2 separate regions of the Pan troglodytes genome follow, and region 1 is linked to region 2. The links are chromatin contacts, called in public HiChIP or PLAC-seq maps. All regions are on one chromosome and are shown on one strand. The core of a region is the stretch at or near the end of the contact, and the rest is flanking DNA. Distances in the headings are between cores, read along the strand shown.

What was found. HiChIP or PLAC-seq counts read pairs in DNA pulled down with a chosen protein or histone mark.
Region 1: a contact with region 2 is called in an H3K4me3 HiChIP or PLAC-seq map of stem cell-derived excitatory neurons, with 2.9 times the contacts expected there. The contact joins the promoter of RAB4B here to the promoter of COQ8B in region 2. A contact is called at or near these places in 1 of 7 Hi-C or Micro-C datasets (stem cell-derived neural progenitor cells) and 1 of 1 datasets of contacts at active chromatin or transcription factors (stem cell-derived excitatory neurons).

What each region holds. Positions count from the first base shown.
Region 1 is chr20:43,860,821-43,863,647 of NHGRI_mPanTro3-v2.0_pri, reverse strand. It overlaps RAB4B (RAB4B, member RAS oncogene family), which reads right to left and starts at 1,370. Exons shown (of 8, transcript XM_016936036.4): 1 at 1,159-1,370. The coding sequence starts at 1,174. It overlaps MIA (MIA SH3 domain containing), which reads right to left. Exons shown (of 5, transcript XM_063801721.1): 4 at 2,476-2,586; 5 at 1,478-2,158. The coding sequence ends at 2,135.
Region 2 is chr20:43,800,513-43,803,536 of NHGRI_mPanTro3-v2.0_pri, reverse strand. It overlaps COQ8B (coenzyme Q8B), which reads left to right and starts at 1,506. Exons shown (of 14, transcript XM_054674146.2): 1 at 1,506-2,072. The coding sequence starts at 1,728. It overlaps ITPKC (inositol-trisphosphate 3-kinase C), which reads right to left and starts at 733. Exons shown (of 6, transcript XM_063801717.1): 1 at 644-733.

The DNA of each region.
Region 1 (2,827 bases), core at 121-2,620, 60 kb before region 2:
GGTCTCAAACTCCCGACCTCAGGTGATCCGCCCGCCTCAGCCTCCCAAAGTGCTGGGATTACAGGCATGAGCCACCGCGCCCAGCCCACATGTGCAGGTTTGTTACATGGGTCAATTGTGTGTTGTTGTGGGCCAGGAACAGTTCTAAAGGTCTTTACTCACATCAACAGCTCACATCATCCTCAGGAAAACTCTATGAGGGAGGTAGACTAAAAATTATTCCCATTTTCCGGATGAGGAAACAGGCCAGAAAGGTTAACTGACTTGCCCAAAGTGACACAGCTGGGCAGAAGTGAGATTCAAACCTAGGCCAAGGGCTCCAGAGTCCCAGATCTTAGCTATTTCGTCGCTAAAGTCTCTTGAAAGCTATTTAAACAAGGACTACGATATAGCCCTTGTTCCTCTTCACCTCCTACCACCCTCTGACTCATTCACTCCACGATAGCTCCTGACCTTCAGTCTATTCCCTGAAAATGACAAGCTGGTTCTCACCTCAGGGTCTTCGCACTCTTCTCCCTTCTCTTCTATATTTGTCGAATGAATGCGGCTCCCTCTGCCTCCTAAACCTGCACTTCCCCTGCCTCCAATCACCACCTCCTATGGTGCATCCCTACTGATTTTCCACTTCCCGACCTCTCCTTCCCTCCCTCTGCCCAGAACTCGGCTCCATTCTCATGCATAAGTCCCACCCTTTGCCACTAAGTCCTGCCCCTAAAACTCAAGGACAGCCCATCCCCAAACCCATTCCAGAGCTCTCTCCAGCCAGATCAGCCCCAGGGTCCCGAGCTTCCATTCAGTGTTCCCTCTAGCCCATAAGCCCGACTCCTGCCATTCATGCAGTCAGCCCCGCCCCTTCACTCAGGCTCCGCCCAGATCCATTAAGGCCCACCTCTTCCCTCAGGGCCTCCCTGAACCCCTCAGGACCAGCTCCCTCAAATCCCGCCCCAGATCTATTTAACCCACGCACCAGACCCTCAGGCTCCACCTAAATCGATTAAGCTCAGCCTCAGACCCACTAAACCCCTCCCAGCATCCACTTAGGTCCTGCCTCCATCACACCAGACCCCGCCCCCTGATCTACAAAGCCCCGCCCATTCCCACAGGCCGCATCCTCCCTGGGCCCAGACCCAGGACCCCAGCTTCGTCCACCACCCTCACCGTAGGTCTCAGCCATGACTCGGTCGCGGCCGCTGAGGGCCGCAATATGGCGCCGCGGCCGCGCCTGCTCCTCGGCTGGCAGCCGCTCCACTCCGGCTACAGCCCCGGCTCCTTCCTACTCCCCGGGCCCGGCACCGCCACTTCCGCCTCCGCCCCCCTCCGGCGCGACCCGCTCCGGCAGCTGGATACCAGGCGACGCTTTCCGAAGGGCGGGATTGGCGGACTCGCGGGCAGGGGGCGGGACAAGAGGCGCGGATTGGTGGCGTGAGAAGGACCAAGCCCAAAGGGGCGGGGCCGAGCCCAGCGATTGGCTGAGCAAGTGGGAAGGGACGTGCAGAGCTGCTTAGCTGAGCCGAGGAACGGATTTAGTCTGGAGTACGGGGGGCAGAGTCGAGTCTCCGGATTGGATCGGAGCGGACTTGGGGGAGGGGATACAAATGCAAAGAAGGGGGCACGGGCAGGATTGACAGAAAGAGGCTGGAAGAGGAGCTGATCTTGAGCTGGCGGGAGCGATTACTGTTCTCAAAGGCAAAAAGGAGGAAAACTGGGCAGATAGGCGCACGTTACTTCCCACCTCCCTTTCCAGATAATCTTCCAAGAAAACCTTTGCTGTGCGATTTATATCCTCCGCGTAGTCCGATTGGCTCCCTCCCACTGGTCTAGAGAGGACACTACAATCCCCTAGTTGGGCTGCTTAGGTTTTCCTTTGCTTGTGTCCGAAACCTAAGCTTAGGAGCGCTCCTACTGCACAGGGCTTTCATCAGTGAAACTCTGCCTAGCAACCACTGACGTTACCACAGGCAGCGGGTTAATTGGTTAGATTCAGCAACCTAGAGAAACATTTCATTTGTACAGTCCCCACCCTACCCTACCCCACCCCACCCCAAAGACCACAGAGACGAGCCGTTTGCACTGGGCTGATTGTATTTGCATAAAGCCAAGGAGGGGAAACGGCAGGGCCAGCGGTAGGCTGAGCTCACTGGCAGTAGAAATCCCATTTCTGAAAAAGAGAAAGGGGAAACAGTGGAAAGAAAACCAGCGGTCACACCACAAAGGATCTAGTGGTTTTAGCAAAGGCTGCAGCTGCAGGGCCCAGGTCTGGCCACACAAGTGCTATGCAAATTAGCCTAGAGCCCTCTAATCTTTGCACCTCCCAACTGGACCCATTTTACTGGTGAGAAAATTGAGGCAGGGAAAGAATTTCTCCCAGCGCACATACCTAGGCTGCCAGGGAGCCAAGTGTGGGAGCATTTTTGCCCATCCCCACAACCTAAGGGTCCTCCCCCCACATTTCTTGCCAGCCCCCATGACACTCACGTCTGTCTTCACATCGACTTTGCCAGGTTTCAGGGTCTGGTCCTCTCGGACAATGCTACTGGGGAAATAGCCCAGGCGAGCAGCCAGATCTCCATAGTAATCTCCCTGAACCTGGGGAAGAGGAGTTAAAAGCTAGGGTCTGGGAAGATGGCAAGCTTGTGCCTGCTGAAGGCCTTTGCATTCTCCCTTCTCCCTGATCTCCACATAACTGGCTCCATCCTTGTCATATGAATCTCAGCTTAAATGCCACCTGTTCAGAGGCCCTTTCTGAACACCCAAGTAAGTCTCTGTTAATTCTCACAGCAGCGCATATTTGCTTTTATTATTATTATTATTTTGGAAACAGGGTCTC
Region 2 (3,024 bases), core at 257-2,756:
GTGTGCAGGGGGCTCCTTGGGGATGTAGGGGTCACAGGGGAGACCAGGTGGGCTCCCGGCTAGGCCAAGGATCCTTTGGCGTTTGGGGTCACACAGCCCTTTTGCGAATCTGATGCAAGCTGGGGGAATCGCTTTGCTCCCTAGAAAAATGTACATACAAATAGGCTAAGGGGTGGTGAAGGTTTGTGACCCTTTAAGACAGCCACAGGCCCCAGATTAAGAAATGTGGGGTAGAAAGTGCACCCTGCCTGTCTCCCTATCCCAGTGTTCTTCAGATTCCAGAGGATTAGACAGATGTCAGACCGTCGCTGCAACAATGTATGTGAACATGCACGGCAGGCTCCTTAGTCCTACAATTTCAGGGGTTCCTGGGCCCCATAAAGTCGGTCAGTGGCCCTCCATTGTAGACCCCCAGGAGTGGAGACAGTGCAGGAAGGGGAAAGGCGAGAATTAAGAAGGGGTGCCTGGAGTGAATTAGTAACCTGGCTGTCAGAGGGAGGAGGTCAGTGGATGGAAGAGGTTCCTGGAGCTGAAATTGCTGGTGGGCAACTAAGAGTAAATGGGTAGAGAACTTCCTAAGCAAAGGCGGAGGAATAAGGAGTTTTGCGTGATGTGGCTCAAGGGCAGGATGGGTCCCACTCACCCCAGACCTGTCCTCGGGATCGCTGGCACCTCCGCCCCCGGCCACCACGTCATCCTCAGACTCGTCGAAAGAAGAGGCAGAGGAGAAGCCGCCGCTGCCCCCCTCAACCCGGGAGGGGGGTCCCACTGGCTGGGCCTCAGGCTCAGGGGTCTCAGGGGTGATGATGAGGCGGGGCACAGGGCACAGGGGGCTACACTTCAGGTGAGAGTACAGGTGAGTCACCAATTCCCCAGGCTCTGGTTCCTCTAATGGGCCATCCTCAGGCTCTCCCAAGAGGCAGTCTGTCCCAGGTGCTGTCTGGGAACCGTCAGTGCTAGGTTGTGTCCAGGAGCCATCAGTATCCTGTTGTATTTGGAAACCACCAGTGCCAGGCTGTTTCCTGGCTGCTTCAGTATCCTGTTTTTTCTGGGAGCCATCAGTATATGGCTCTGTCCAGGGACCTTCAATATCCTGTTGTGTCCTGGAGCCATCAGTATACAATTCTTTCCAGGAGCCATCAGCACTTGGCTCTTTTGAGGGACAGGCTCCTTCTGGGTGAGTCTGGAGGCTGGAACTGTTCTGGTGGGTCCAGAGGTTATCAGCCCAGGACCTGACCCTCTCTGGCTGAGTCTGTGACCCATGCGTTTCCAGCTCTGTCCAGGGCCCATGAACCCCTGGCTGTGTCCAGGGGCTGGCCTCCTCGGGCTGAAACTGGAGGTCGGACCTGTGCGGATCAGTCCAAAGGCCATCTGTCCCGGTCTCCGTCCAAAGACAAGTCGTCTCCAGCTCTGACCAGCTCCTTTCTAGATGCGTCCGGAGGCTGGACCTGTCTGGCTCCGTCTTTTGCTTGGGCCTCTCGGTCTCTACTCCAAGGCCAGCTGCCGCGGGCTCAGTCTGTCCGTCTGTCCAGAATTCTGCCTGCGGACTCTCTGTCCCCGGCGCAGGCCCGAGGCCGGCCCTCTCAGGCTCGCTGTGGAGGCTGGACCCCTCTGTCCGGGCCCACGGCCCGCCCCCCTCCGGCCGCTCCGCCGGGGCCCCTGCGCCGGGCCCAGGTCGCTGCTGTCCCGGCTGCCGCCGTCGCCCTCCTCGCGGCGCCTCCAGTCCCATGCGGGCCGCCGCGGGCAGCGCCCCGGCCTCCGCCTCGCTCAGGCTCCCACGGCACGGGCAGCGCCTCATGCCCGCTCCTTCGGTTCGGGCTTCGGCCGACCCGGCCCCTCCTATCCCTTTAAATCCCGCGAGGGGTGTGGCTGGGGAGCCCCGACTCCCGGGTTCCGGCCCGCGGAGCTCCAGCCCGCCCCGCCGCGCAAGGGTTAACCGATACTCCCCTCAAAGGGGAAAGCCCCGAAGCCCCGCCCCACCGGACGTGACGGAACGGAACGAGACGGAGCCTCGTCCGACTCCGCCTCCCAAGGGGAGGGGGTTTGCCTCTGAGCATCCGAAGCGCGGCCAGGTATGCATCTAGGGCACTGGGGTCCTGGTGGCGCGCCAGTGGGCCCCCTCCCTCCACCCCTGTGACTAAACCACCCTCCCTACACGGTTGAATGACAAGTTCAACCTTCCCTAAAACCCCCGGTGACGAGTCCAGCCGCGCGCCCATTCTTCACGCAGGGGCGGGACGGACTTTCAAAGACTTGGAGTTCCCACGGGTGTGGGTTCGAGACCTTCCTCTGCCAGTTCCCAGCTCCGCTACCCTGAGCAAATGACTTACGCTCCATTGGATTTTCCGTAAGAAATCTCTCTCATGTATAGAGTACTTGTTCTGTATCAGACCCTGACACGATTTCAGTTCATTCTCCAAGGCTGAACAATAGGGATGCCAGGGCTCCATTTTACACGTGAGAACAGAGGCTCAGAGATCTGCCGGCCTCTACCCTTTGCTTGCAGCTACGGGGCTATCTGACATGATCTCATGTATGTGAAGCATGTGGCCCCGGGCCTGGCACTGTCAGTTGTAGCCCAGTAGGATTATTTATTGTCCTAGGTGATTTTGATATATTTTGCCCCCAAGGCTGAGCTGCCACCCAGCTCCTGAGTCAGCCGTTCACGTCTGAAGGGGGAGAGGAGGTGGTTTGTCTTGAAATTGAGTCAACTGGGGGAGACATTGGGCACAGGTCCAAGGCTCTAAAATGAGTCACCTTTTCACAGACCAATGAGAGAAATCGAAGGCAGGAGCCCACCTAGTACCTCATACAGGTTGGGAAGGAGAAGTCCAGAGAGGGATGAGGGCTTTTCTGAGGTCACACAGTACGGGAATAGAGACAAAGAGGCCTGATTCCCGACAAGAGGGGTTGGGGCAGCGGGGTTCTGTGGGGGAAGCATCGGCATCCCTCCCTCTCCCAGTGGTGGGAAAGATGCCCCAACCAGATGCCTCTATTCCAGACTGTGAGAAGTGGGTGAGTCAG